Regions from separate parts of the Anser cygnoides genome. Here region 2 is linked to region 1. A link is a contact called in public Hi-C data. All regions are on one chromosome and are shown on one strand. The core of a region is the stretch at or near the end of the contact, and the rest is flanking DNA. Distances in the headings are between cores, read along the strand shown.

What was found. A called contact is a pair of places that touch in the nucleus more often than the background predicts.
Region 2: a contact with region 1 is called in a Hi-C map of liver, with 4 times the contacts expected there. The contact joins the promoter of NARF here to the enhancer-like site in region 1. A contact is called at or near these places in 2 of 7 Hi-C or Micro-C datasets (blood and liver).

What each region holds. Positions count from the first base shown.
Region 1 is chr19:3,865,064-3,872,286 of Taihu_goose_T2T_genome, reverse strand. The region is part of intron 1 of FOXK2 (forkhead box K2); the gene reads left to right. Among named protein-coding and RNA genes, the nearest start is that of FOXK2, 7.2 kb to the left of the region's middle. Within about 2 kb of position 3,911, at least 2 of the 3 cell types and tissues checked have open chromatin away from gene starts, as enhancers often do. A contact at or near this core is called in liver, where this site is marked.
Region 2 is chr19:3,910,953-3,918,175 of Taihu_goose_T2T_genome, reverse strand. It overlaps NARF (nuclear prelamin A recognition factor), which reads left to right and starts at 3,861. Exons shown (of 11, transcript XM_048075998.2): 1 at 3,861-4,251; 2 at 4,789-4,869; 3 at 5,877-6,020. The coding sequence starts at 4,225.

The DNA of each region.
Region 1 (7,223 bases), core at 2,662-5,161:
TAGAAGCATAAAGCCCCATAGCTCGTGCTATATATGTCGTTTGCTATGGAGTTGATGCATGTTACAGTTTTTTCCTCCACTGCTGTAGTCTAGCCTCAGACAAGTTTTAAATATATATTTTAAATATTGTTTATTATTCTGTATATATTAAATGCATATAAATGCTTCTGTTTACATTAGTGTTCAATGGCTTCTGTTGAGAAGCCATTTTTCTCCTGCTTCGTCTTTTTTGGAGCAATGTGTTTATTTTTCCTTGATGCATCTTTGCATCTGACAGAGTTATTAAGTAGCAAGTAAATGAAGGAACTGTAGAAAATAAGTGAATTGCTCCACATTTTCCTTCTGTTCGGTTTTGTCCAAACAGGCAATTCCTGTTGGCAATGGGTCTGCTTTGCAGAATGCTGTATAAAAAATGTCACAAGAACATTGGTAAGAAACTTCAGATCTGAGTCACGAGGAGGATTGTTTATTTGCTGCTTTGAATAGTCTGTTGCATGGATCTTTTTCTAAGAATGAAATGCAAATAGACCAATATCACCTGGTCTAACCACAGACTCATTCAATTAGCAAAATAAATTGGAGTAGAGTAGTTGAGCTTTAGATATTTTCTTGAGTGCTCAGAGATGAGAGATTTTATTCCTCTGTTAAAAGTCTGTCAGTAATCTGTGGCTTTCTGATCACAGACTCTGGTTGGCTGTTCTCTAACGCACTGTAGTGATCTGGCTGCTGAGACTTCATTTTTCTGCTCTTAGTCTTGATATTTCAGTGACTGTATGTTGGGATTCTGAGTATCTGCAGAAGGGAAACAAAAGGATTTTGGTAGTGATGTTTTGACAACCACTAAAAAAAAAAAAATCTAAGACCAGTCTATGCTCTCTTTTATGTATTACTTTCCACGTTAAGATGTCCCTGAATCTTGAAAAGATCCCTACATGTTAGAAATGTTTGCAGTTTGCCCCCTCTATGATATTTCTGGAGGTTGGTTGAACACCTGATGACTTGTGCAGGACTCAAACATAATCAGTACAGCCTGGCATTTGTTTGCTTTTTTTTTCTAAAGGATTTTAACATTTGTTTTTTTTTTTTTTTTTCTCCTGCTGTTCAGATCATTTATATAGTCTTTTTGTTGTATTCTCATCATCCAGTTTGGGAGAAAAATAATCATTTAATTCTGCCACATCCAGATTTCCGTACATCAGTTTTGTTTCTCTAGTTGCCCACAGAGAAATCAGTTTATGATCAGAAACTGTTCAGGTGTTCCCCTCCTCAAAAGAAGTTAATACTCTCATTTTTCTCCCCTCTATCAGATCTTTACACACTTGTATTTATAATTTGAAGATTAGGTGTAAACTTCGTTCAGTTTCACAGAAATACTCTTAAATGTGAGAACCATACGGGTTATTTTGAGACTTTATTAGGAACATAAGAATGTATCTTGGGCCAGACACGAGGCTTATGTACTTCAGTATTTTGTTTATTATTCGGGAGAGAGATCTGCAAACAGCTCTATCCTGTGTCTGTAGTACTTAGAAATGCAATCAAGGACAAGACCAAATCTTGTTAGGTTTTATATATACCTGGTAATTGGATGAAAATTTACTGTTTTAAGTTGCTCAGTCTTTGGCTACACTGTCAAAACTACTAAAACCAAATACATTATATGGATATGAAAAATACTGTTACTATCATCATATTCCTTATAGCATATTCTTGGGTGCTTTGAGTTTGAGTCTTAAGCCATTTTTTTTTTTTTACCTTACAAGAACCTTCTAACATCTGTTTATGGAACATGAGATGTTTCTCACTGAACTTTGTCCTTGTTATATTATTTTGATAATGTTTGTCCCTTCACTACTGAAAACAATTGCAATTCCTTAACCTTTGTGTAAAAGTGTTTTCGTACTTAATCATCTCAGCCACTCTTCTCTGAATCTTGCTCAGTTCTGTAGTTATCCTTAGGGACAGGGTAAGAAGTATTTCAGAAAAGGCAGATGCACAAAAAAATACATCTCTGTTTTTAAATGATCTTTTCTTTGTGGTTTTCTGTTGGCTTAGGGAACGGCACTGATCTATTTTTCAAAAAAAAAAAACAATGACCTTGATAAAACTTTGATTTCTGAAAAGACAAACTTAAGTTAGAATGCTGTATCATGAAAAGAAGATTTTAAATTACATTTTTCTTACTGAACTTAATTATACTTTGTGGGTTTTTATTTAAATTTGCCTTCAGCTTTTGTTTTTTTATTTAGCTTATTCACACTTCTGTAATTTCTCTTTGATTTTTGACCAATGTAAAGGATTTTATCATGTACTTGTTTGGCTATAGTCTTACCCTCCACTCCCAATTGTCAGCTATTTTTCTGCCATCTAAACCACAACTTCTATTATTGTTTTAGTAGAATCTGCATCTGGCATGTATGATATTGGTACCACTACAGTTTCCTCCTTCAGATGCCAAAAACGTGTTCCAGATAAGCTGGACCTTGGCAACTTAATCTGCTTCATTTTCTTGGAAGGTTAGGTTTATTTACAATACCATATCATAAAGTTATGTGATGTGGGAGTGCTGGAAGGAGACTGAAGAAGAGTTCAGTTAAAAGTTAAAGTAAAAATCCTTCCATGGTGGTGAATAAACTTCATGGATTGTAATGGTGATGTTCCTCTAAAACAGAAGTGCCAGCCTTTCTGAGTTTTCATAGCAAGTTAGATAATTTTATTCAAACACCTACAGCTGTGTATGCGTAGCAAATATTCTGACAATCAGAGCTCTCAAAGAAACAAAAATCAGCAAACACCCTTTGCACAGTGATGTTCTAGGACTGATGTAGTCTAATAGCAAAAATGGAGAAGTCATTTCAGTCTGAGGTATGTTTTAACAGATACTTTTAACTGTTTACTTTGAGTTATATATGTCCTGTATACATGTCCTGACCAAGCAAACAGGTATGTAAAACATACAGTGGCAAAAATGGCAAAATAACGTGAAGAAAAATCACAGAATTTTGCTCAGTTGCAATTATAACTAATAATAACTGTGATTCTCAATGTTAAATACAGTAAATGTTGCATCTGGTAAAGATCAGCTTCTCTGATTATTCTTCAAGCCTAGTGGTAAAACCAGTAACCTGTTCGAAGTGGGCAAAGAAACTCTAGAACAACTTTTGAATCATGAGGTCCCATTTTTACTGAGGTGTTTATTTTAAACATAGAACAGTGGAGATTAATTAGCAATTTATTTGGCAAAGATTGTATGTCATCCAAGGCTGAGTTGCAAAGTAGTGGGGGTTTTGCATTGCCAGTTAGCATGCAGTACTGCTGCTGTGGCTTTTTAAGAAAAAAAAAATCCTTCTGTGGTGTTGATTTTAGAGCTGCTGCTTTGTGAATAATTATCTTCTGAGGGTGAACGGGATGTTTTCAATTTAGAGCGTTTGTCTGAATTTTGTCGTCTGCTGTTGCTTGAAACAAACCGAGGCGTTAAGGTTGCGTGCTTTATCTTTATCTTTTTGGTTGCCAACAGCATCTTCTCCAACTCCATTGCAGTTTCACGCGCGTGACCGCTCGTTTCCCAGAACCGCTCGAGGGTGACGGTCTCGCCTCCCAAAACTGCTCGTACAACCCAACAAAACGTGTTTTAACCTCAGCCGGCAAAGGGCTGTGGCGTAACCGTGAAATAATCCTGTCAGAAAACGCCGCTACGCCGCCCTCAGTCCTGCCCGGACCCGTTTTTCTCACAGAACCCTTGGGGCGGTGCCGGGATCGCGCTCCCGGCGCCGCCCACGGCCTCGTAGTGTTTACAAACAGACGGTGGAGCCGAGCCCTGCTCCGTTCCTGCCGTAAAATGCACGGCCCGCGGAGCTAAGCCCCCCCCGCTGCCTGGCTGCGGTCTATCAGAGCCCGGGGCGCCGCCGCCATGAGGCGTTGGGGGCGCGGAGCAGGCTGGGTAGCAGGGCGGAAAGCGAGCTCTCCTCACAGGAGGGACCCCGCGCCTTGGGGGGGGGGGGGTTGCACGGGTAGACCCCCGTTGCCAGGGCTGTCCTGGCTCTCGAAGCCCTTGTTTCCTTTTCTCTGAGGTCAATAGGATGCTGTAGAGTAGGGAAATGGGGTAGCGGGCAAGGTTAAACATCCAGTTGAGGTCTCCTGTGGTGCGGCCACTCCGCACCCCAAAACCAGACTCTGAAACTAGGGGAGAGACGTTCATCTTGGGGTCATTTCGGATGGAAAAGACCCTTAAGATCAGGCACTTTTGAAAGTGTTATGCTTTCTGGTCCTTTTCTGTTATTACTTAAGTAATGAGATCTGAAAGACTCCTTGGAAGAAAAAAAAAAAACTCTTGAGGTAAAACGCTATCTTCTATTAGTTCTTAATTTGAGGTAAAACACTATCTTCTCCAATTCTTAATTTGAGAAAAAACACTATTTTCTATTCTTAAGTCACTTCAAGAGTTGGCTGAGTATTTAACACAGGAGCTTCACACCATCCTGATCGTTTGCTATTTTTAACATTTTGCAGTAATTACGTGATGCTTTTTTAATACTTACCCATGACAAAAAAAATGCGTTTGTGAGAAAGCAACCGAATCACAGCATGAATCCTAATAAGTTTTACACACACTGTTAAAGTTAAGCATGTAAGGAGTTCAAGTGTGGTTATCAGGATTACTTAGAAACGTGGTCGTGCATAGCAGCAGTTTTGAGGCTGTGTTGGAGGAAGTTTTTACTGCTTACTAAGGTCTTCTCACCTAGTAAATAGAAAAAAATGTGTGCTTGGCAGGTGCTGAGGAAGGGGATATAAATATGTGAAATCTTTATTCAGTTGTGCAGGTTTTGATATTTGAGGTGCTTACCTTGTTAAACTGCATGTGAATGTTATTGAAGAGTGGTTTTGCAAATTTACTTCTTAGGTTTTTGTTTAACAAAAATCAAATCTTACTGAAAGCTTGTGACAGTTGCTGTAATAAAAAGATTATGGATAGCCCCTAATGGCTTTTAAAAGCTGTTTAATGCTGCTTGTGTCAAAGTAAGCAATTAAGGTCACTTAATCTGTTTGATTATTCATCTAGTTGCTCTGGTGGCATCCCATGTGTTTGGATTGGTGAAAATGTGCGTCTTGAGAAGGCTGCTTCACAGCTTTGTAGCCCTCTGTACAGAGCACGTGTGTAATGTGAAAGCTGAGGAAAGAAAACCCCTGGTTATATGACAGACAGTTCACTAGCCCCAAGCACAAGCAGACTGTAAATGGACATCCTTGTGTTGCTATAGCATGGGCTTCAGAAAAAAAAGATCACATCCAATGTAGTCATTTAAAGGCAGCTTACTAATTAAAATAGTATTAATAAATTAGACCTTATATAGTGTTTATACGTTCCTGTTAAACTTCAGTCAGGTTGTTGTAAGGTTAGAGGATGAAATAAGGTTTGCTGAGTCTCAGTTTCTGTGGTGCAAATACGCTGCTGCATAATTTGATGTGAACTGGAGAGTATTTGGCCACTTGGCACAGAGGGCCAGGAGAGGCAAAGTGTGGAGACTGCTTTGAGACCTTCGTTTGCTTCAGTGGCAATGGCGGCACCTCAGAAGATTAAATTTTGGTCAGTAGGTTGGAGCCCCAGTTCTGTCCTCAATAGTCAAGGTAACCATAGGGCAGATGGGGGAGAATGAAGTCTTTTTGCTTACCCTCAAAGCTGATGGAGAAAAAATTGGTGGAATAATATGTATCTGCTGTGCAGCTCCAAGATAAGGACCAGGTTATGTTCACTTGGTGGATTTCTGGGGAATGAAGAGGCTCAGAAATAGCTCAGGCGAATTGTGTGTAGATTGAATGGTCCTTCTACTTCCAACTGCTCCGCTCCCCCCTTTATCCAACAGAAAACAGAACTACAAGTGGGCAGGCTGGAATGACCTTAAAACTGTGATTCTTGTATGGTCACAAAGAAAGTGACTAAATCTGCACCAGTTTAGAAAAACATTGGCAGAAAGATGTCAGCAAGATCTTAAAATGAGTATTACTTTCGACAACAGAATTTGTTGTTTGCTCTACAGTGTTGGAAATAGGAAAGTAAACAGACTTTCTGCTAGACACTTTCCATAGGGTAGCATACTGATCGTTGGACACTCAAAAGTATTTTCAGTGTATATTATAAAGCTCTACTTGGCATTCTGTGTTAGCAACTGTTCCCTACCCCGTTCCGTTATGAAAAGAACAGGAACTAATATCAGCTTGTGAGTTTAGGATCGGATGTTATTCATAAATTAACACAAATTAAACAAAGCTGTGATTCACATAATGGAAAACGTTAAAGTATCATTAATGCTTCGAAGTTTTGCAGACTGAGCAACCATAAGAGTGGTAGAAAGTGCTGCTGGCCTGATGGGAATCTACCTGGCTGCTGTCCCAATCGGCCTGTTTCCTCTAGCTGTGGGCGTGGGAGTGTGTTAGGAGATGGAAATCCATTGGTAATGTTCAGCCGGCGTACCCCTCAGGATCCCTCACCAATTGTTAGCAAAGCAGGCACAACATTGCTATAGTCAGACCACAGCCAAGAGATTAAAAAAAAAACGTTGAGAATCTGGGAGTCATAACTGGCTCTCTGATGCTGCATCTTTTCTGTGCCAAACATATGTTGGTATAGAAGGAACTCTGATTCTAAATAACAAAGTGTGGGCAAGATTTAACTGAAGTTTTCCGTAAAAGAAACCAGCTCTCTAAATGTTGCTATATTTTTCACTGTGTCTGATGTGATAATGCAATCAGATAAATGGACGTAACTGTTCTGGAACTGTATTGTTGTTGTTTATAGCAAGCGTTGACACAATCCTAGGAGTAAAAATAAGGTTTGCCAGACCTTGCAGGTAGCGTCCACCGTGTGCTGTTCTGGCTCATACACGTAGGATTTCTACGATTAAAGCTCTGTTGGCTCAGACGTGCAAAAGCAGAAGTTTGAATTTCAAATTTAGTACTGGGTGTTTGTTAGTGAGTTGATTGGTTTTGACCAGAGCATAAGAATGTTTTTAAAGATTATTGCCAATACTTGCAGAGCACTTATGTACCACTGAGGAAAGCATTTATGTCTTCTGAATTAATAAATGAACTCCAGTACTGTCTGGGAAACAAACGCAACTTAAGTTGGAAATGTCAGGCTATTTGGGCTGTTGCGATGAAGAGTGTGCCGTGTATACATCTGTTTATAGACATAGATAATTTCTAGCACCCACTTCACCGTTTATAGG
Region 2 (7,223 bases), core at 2,612-5,111, 46 kb before region 1:
TAAGCCGCTTCATGTGATAAAATACAAAGACTTCTTGTCTCTAGAGTAGAGTGAAGTAAGAAATTCATTTGTCCCCTCCAGTCAATATACATCACACAGCATACCAATAAGGATCTGTTTTATTCTTCTATTGCTATCTGCTAAAATATTAGCAATTGTATACTTCTCCAGTTCGGCTAAAGCCACAATAGGATAACCTGGTAAGACTTAATTATGAAGTTAGAGGAAGTTAGAGGGAAATTGTTTAAAATATGGGATATATCCCACATATGATCGAGCATATGTCCAAATTGCAATAGGGCAAGGATCTGGTATTGATTAATAATTCTTACGACATTTCTTGTGCAATAATCTGGGGATTTTATTACAGTACTTTGAAGTAGGTAAGTGGCGATATGCCTACTGATTTAAAAAAATAAAACGAGGAGGAAACACATTGTAAAAGCCTAATCTTGGACCTAAAACATCATGAATTGAAAAACATGTTGCTGCAGAAACAAAAAGTATTTGCCAGAAGAAAAATTCAGAGATATATAATTGACTACTTGTAGAGATCTTGCTCAATCAAAACATTTTTAAGCCACTATACAATAAATAGACATGTAACTTCTAAGTCATTGATCTAATCACAAGAACATGCAGATATAACAGAACTGACCTTTATTTTGCATTAGTTTGACTCTTGTGCCTCTGCTCCTTTTTCCTAATTCCAGACCATTTTCCTAAATATTCTCTTTTAGTTCCTTGTACTTTTTTTTTCCCTCCAAAGTCTTCTCTTAAACTTAGAAATTCAGCAGTGCAGTATGTGTATGGTTTTATTAACATGCCAGGATAAAATTCCTAGTGTCTTTTGATTTTAAATGGTTGGAAACAGTCACTAATCCAGTGTTGTGTTTTGCAGCTGGACTGAATTGACTGTCAGTCCCAGATAGAAATGATATCATCCCATTGCCCCACTGAACTCTATGGGAACATTGTGTGTAAAGCCTGGAAATTGCTCGTTTCATGGAATACATGTTTACCAGCTGTAACTAAGATTTATTGCCTAATCTGACAGCTGTTGAGTGGCATACGCTGTCACTAACTTGAGGAGGCATTTGCAGCTTACAATGGCTCGCAGCACTGATGCGTAGCCTTTAAAGCTTTCTGAAAAGGGTTGCAATGTACTGTTTTCATAGAGAAATACTTAGTTTTCTATTTCGTTCTTGGTATAAATGCTTTAGGTGCAGGTATAAATGTTAAATGTAGCAACAGAGGCCAAATACCCCAGGAGAGGACGCTTTTAAGTGTCCTTTTTTAATACTTTTAAGTGCTACCTACTGTTGACATAGAAAAGCTTTTACATTGAGTTTCTTTAGTAGCCTTGCAGCCTAGCAAGGGTGCTAACTGCTACCGCCCCAGGGGCAGGTGAAAATGGGTTGTCAGGCACAGTGCTGATGGTAACTGATATGATGTTCTATGGGAAAATGGTATAAATAGCTAATGGAAAGCAGAAGTTGCCCTTGGCAGAAATATAAATGGGACAGCTAATTATCTAATAACTACACAAGTATAATCTTATACTGTGCATTGAAACATGGATTCCTTGCATGCTCCCCAGTTTTGTACAAGTTTTTGCTCTTTTTTATTGATTGAATTCTTAAATTGAAATTAATTCAGTCCAGGTATTCCCAAGCTAGAGGTACACTTGAGATGTTTTCAGATGTTTCAGTATTTCTGCAAATGTTTCAATGTTGATTTGCATTATGAATGTAAAGAAATATGAGGGAAAACTAAAAATACATATATTTTAAATATGATCTGTGCAAAATTATCAAAATATCCAAAGCTATCATGTCTTTTGAAGAGTTGCTGTATTAAGTTTGGATAACAAAAGTAAGCATAATCATAAGTGTGAAACAGAAGGATTTTAACTATGACTTTAAGTGCAAATCTATGAATCTATGCCTACTGTATCCTTGTGGAATAAGGATAAGATTGGCACGGTTTTTTAGTAAGAAGATATTCATCCAGAGGGACAGAAAAGATTTTAACAAGATGTTCCCTAAATTCTGCATTCTAGTAACTTTGTAGGAAACCCAAAGTCTTAAGTTGTATTGGGATTGCTCTAGAATGATTGCAGTGCTTCAAAAAATCTTGTATTAATATGCTAATACAAAACATGAAAGCATATTGAATGAACATAGCAGAAGCACAGGGAACTGTCATTATCTTAGCTATTATAATTTTTACCTCAAGTTAGGATTAGTGATAGTTTTTCCAGGGTGTATATATAAAGCAATATCAGTGCATTTTTCTTTAAATAGGCAATAAGAAATGGTGCTTCCATTTGCTTTCATTATTAGTAATAGTAAGGAATTCCTGATTCCTCAACCTCAGTGATATGTCACCTACAGACTCTAAATTTAAAAAAAAAAAAAAAAAGAGCATATTTTTACATTCTACTCTAGGGTTATCTTTAAGAACACTAATTAGACTGGGGATTTGGCTGTAAAAGATTTTAAAACATTCACTTCTCTGGATTGTGATGTCTTTTATAGGCAGTTGCAGTAAAAAAAAAAAAAAGGAAGTTACATCGTGGGGTTACAAACTTAAGCAGTGACGACTGTCTCTAGTTCTTGTACAACATTGCCATTTGTGCTTAACAGTAAATAAATAAGTAAAAACATGTGGTTTAAAGCTGTAGACCTTACCTGTACCAGGAAGAAACTTACGCAGCGCACTGCAAAGGAAAGTTGCAGTTCAGGGAGGAAGTTACATGCTTGGTGGAAGTTCTGTGGTTTAATTTCTGAAAGGTCATTTTTTATACTTGAAAAAATTCTCTGCTCAGCCATAGGCATATGCTTGTATGGCTGCTTAAATGGAGGGAGTGTGTAAAAAGCAGAGTGAGCAAGATACGGGTTGAATCTTCATGCTTAAATGGTACAACGTGAGATTTAGGAAGACAACCACTGACATGAATGTGAAGTGCCTTAACCGGTGCTGTCAGGGCGGCGAGGTGTGGGAGGCAGGGCTGTGCGCTCAGTAACGTTACGCTGAGGGTTTCATGATGCGTGTATGTGAACAGGGCACTGATACGTGTATTTTGTTCGAGAAATAGGAGATTAAGCCCTGTTGGCTTAACGTGCTTAATCTTGTTGTGTTTAGTAACTTCGAAGCAACCCCAGGAGCAGCTGAGAGCACTGGGGTTGTTTGATCTGGAGCAGAGGAGGCTCAGGGGAGACCTCATTGCTCTCTGCAACTGCCTGAAAGGAAGCTGTGGGGAGCTGGGGGTCAGGTTCCTCTCACAGATAACTAGTGATAGGACTAGAGGGAATGGCCTCAAGCTGCACCGGGGGAGGTTTAGGTTGGAAATGAGGAGCCATTTCTTCTCAGAAAGAGCAGTAAGGCAGTTGGGACGGGTTGCCCAGGGAGGTGGTGGAGTCACACAGTCCCTGCGGGTTTCAAGGAAAGGCTGGACGTGGTGCTTGGGGACACGGTTTGGTGGGTGATGGTGGGGGTAGGGGATGGTTGGACCAGATGATCTTGGAGGTCTGTTCCAGTCTTAATGATTCTAGGATCCTATGAACTCTTAAATAAAAGACCTGAGGGGGGGGGGGGGGTAAAAAAAAGCAATGGTAGGGAGAAAAAAAAAAAAAAAAAAGAGAAAAAAAATGTATGCAATAACTACGGAGGATGTTTAAACCACAAAAAAAGCCCGCAGCAGAATACCGAGGCCTCTCCCCTCCCCTTGCCGGCCCGGCGGCGCCTCACGGCGGGAGCTGCCGGGGAGGGGGTGGTGGGCGCGCGCCTGGCGCGTGATGCGCGCCCCCGGCCCCTCCCGTGCCCGCGCGGCGGCGGGGGCGAGCGCGGCGGCGGCGGCGGCTACGTGCCGAGGCTCAGGTCCACAATGGGCCCCGCCGCGCGGGGGGGCGGGGAGGCGGCGGCGGCCCCAGTTCCAGCCCCAGCCCCAGCCGGGAACCCGGCGGCGACGCGGCCGTGAGGCGCTGCCCAGCCCCAGCGCCGGCTCCGTGCCTTCGCCGGGGACGCGATTGAGCGCGGCGGGACGGTACGGTGCCCGCTTCTTCCCCTGCACCGCGGCCGCCCCGTCCGTGAGCGGCCGGTGCCTGGCGGTGCGAGGGACAGGGGGCGGGCACGGCGACAAAGGGCGGCGGGGCCGGGCCGGGCCCTCACCGACCTGCTCCTGTCCCGCAAGAGAGCCGGGTGGCGCCGGAGGGACCGCAAATGAAGTGCGAGAACTGCACCAAAAAGGTGAGCGGGGCGGCCGCGGGACCCCCCGCCCGGGGACTGCACCTCAGGGGGGCTCGGGGGGCGCCCCAAGGTCCCCGGGTCCCCGGCTGAGCCCCCCGGGAAGCCTGGCCGGGGGTGGTGGGGCCGCCCCTCAGGGCTCTTTGGGGCTGCTCGGGGTGGTGCTGCTGCCTGTTAGGGCTCTTCGGGGTTGTTCGGGGTGGTTTGGGGTTGTTCGGGGTCGTGGCGCTGCCTCTTCGGGGTTTCTCGGGGCGGTCACCGCGCGATGTGTGTCTCTGGCTTCTCGGCGTCCAATGTGATCTTCCCCTTGGGGTTCAAAATAATAGTAATCGCTGAGAACTGTGAAACCGATCAAGGGAATTTCTGAGGAATTATTTAATTGTATCCGACACGCTTGAAAATAAAGCCTTGACTATAACGGTGCAGCTCTCGTACTGTCAAAACCTGTAAATGAGCTAAAGGAGTTTTTAACTATCCAAATAGTTCTGTAACGATGTTGCTGGATGTATTTTGCGTAATACGTCTTATGTTTTGTTTCAGGAATGCAGTAAAAAACAGAAAAATGATGATTCGCAAAGTGCATCTGTTGATGCATTGAGTTCTAATGATGGCTTTGAAGAGGTAATGTTCCTTCTAAAAATTGTACCATGTGCTTCTTTTTGTTCTTGTTTTATCATGTGCCCCAAGGGCAGAGGTTCCAAATAGAGAACTTCCAAGCTCTGGATATAACACTGTATCAGTTATGACTCTGTATGTGTCCATAACATGAGAATCAAGAACCTTTTCAAAAGATGAAATAAAAAAACCTTGGTCTGCAAGCACAAACAATAATTAAATGTTTTGTTGTTGTTGTTTTTAAATTGTGTGTCAAAATTTTACGTTAATTCTTCATAATGGGGACAGGGCTTAGAAGGAAAAAAGTGGGATTTTGCCTGTTCAAGTGCACAAATGTATTATTTCTTTTATATAGGACAAACTTGTGTCACATACTGTTCGTCAAGAGGTAACTGTCTCCCTGGGAATAGGTTCTTAATTGAAGGAATTCATTATTTTTTTTTCCACAAGTAGCTCGGTTATCTTGCACTTCCATCCAAGTATTCCTTTTACCCCCACAGTTGAGCTTCCAACTGTATTTCAGTCAGAAATCTAGAACTGTTACTTTGCAGTAAATGGTCAATGTAACTGTAGGACTGCCTTCTGTTTGTTTTACCTAGAGGTAAAAGCCTAAGCCGTGTTGGTGGTAGAGGCATCTGGTTATTAAAGAGGCTTAATAGTTCAAATGAAAGTTTTCTGACTTGCTTGGTAAATTGTTGGTTACTGTCAACTCTGAAATTCAATGCAAATCTGGTTAATACAACATGTACTTCAGTGCTAAATTTAGACCGATGTGTTTACACTTAAACGTTTTGCAGTTTCACAGTAATAATAGAGCAGAACCATGAAGAAGGATTGAACAAATTACTTTGACTACTTTTAAAATATCTTTAATGTTATGCCAGCGTCATGGATAGTCTTGTTTTAAATAAAACAGTGAGAAGCAGATCTGCTTTTTATCTGGGTCATTGCAGAGATCTTGAAAATTGCTCGATCATTATTAAATATTTATGTATTTGTATCCTTTTTTACAGAAAAATGAGTTTCATGCATTGGCTAATGCTAAAATACTCCTTAGCGACTGCTTAGCATGTGACAATTGTATGACATCAGAAGAAGGAGCCAGAGTTTTCCAACAGAATCAGAAGGAGCTCTTTCGTATACTCAACCTTAATAAGGTAAAATGACACAAACAATAACGCACTGTTTTCTGTGAGGAGGGGAAGAGATTACAGAATGACTAAGAACTTAATTTCCCAAGGCAGTTAATATGAAGATCTGTGAGGATGTACTTTGTCCAAAGAGGAATGAAAACTTAAGGCAAGATGAACAGTAAAAGTACTTAACATAATTTTGCACTAGAGAAGCAAGATTACATCACTGGCCCTAAATGAAGAAAGTTATTGCACTTGCTGAAGTAAGATTTTTGGAAAACATAATTTCATTATTACTCTAACATCAAATAGGTCTGAGGTTCATTGTTTATAAATATTCACACCATAGTTACTAGCACTGTTCTGGGGGTTTCTTATGCCAATGTATCCACATAATACAAAGTTATCAAGACTAATTTTTGGAAGTAGAATTGGTTTTAATATATTTTTGAGCTGCCTATGTTTGGAACAAAAACTGTTGCCCTCAATTCTTAGCAAAGAATTGCTGTTTTCTGCTGAGATCTGTATTCCCTGGAATGTAACTGCTATGTATGGTGTTCAGATTTTTAGATCTTGATCCTGATTGAATTCAGTTCCATTCAAGTCTTCTGTGTCCTTACTTGGTCTTGAAAAGCTATTAGAATTAATGCTGGCATTTTCTTAATCTGTACATAAGTGTTGTAAATAAGATGATCGTTACGTAGTAATTTAGTTTTCTTAGAACTAGTTTAACTCTCCATATAACATGATAATATTGTACACAAGCGAAAGAGAGAAGAAAGGGGGGGGCAGGAGTGATACAACCCTTTCAGGTCACATAGGGTCTAATTGAGATGCAGACAGGTTACCTTAATCAGAACTTCTCAGGTCCAGAGAAGGACAGTGAGCAGGCGAGATGCTTTCCAGACAGTGGTGCTTGCAGGGTCAGTATAGTGTATTTAGGGTGTCTAAGAACAAACTATGGTCTCTAACCTTTTACAGGGTGAGACTTGTCTGTAGCATAGTCCTGGTTTCTCTTTCAAGTGTTCCACTGATCTGGACAACATCTCAACGAAACCACAAGGTTCATCCTCAAATAAATGTTAGAGTCATCTGAGCTTTACAATTGCATACCACTGTTTGTATTCTCAAAGGGTTCTTCAGTGCTCACAAATGCTGGTTTGTTAAGGATCCTATCTTGCCAGTTTCCTCTCAATTTTTTCAGTGATAGAGACATGGGAGTCTGAA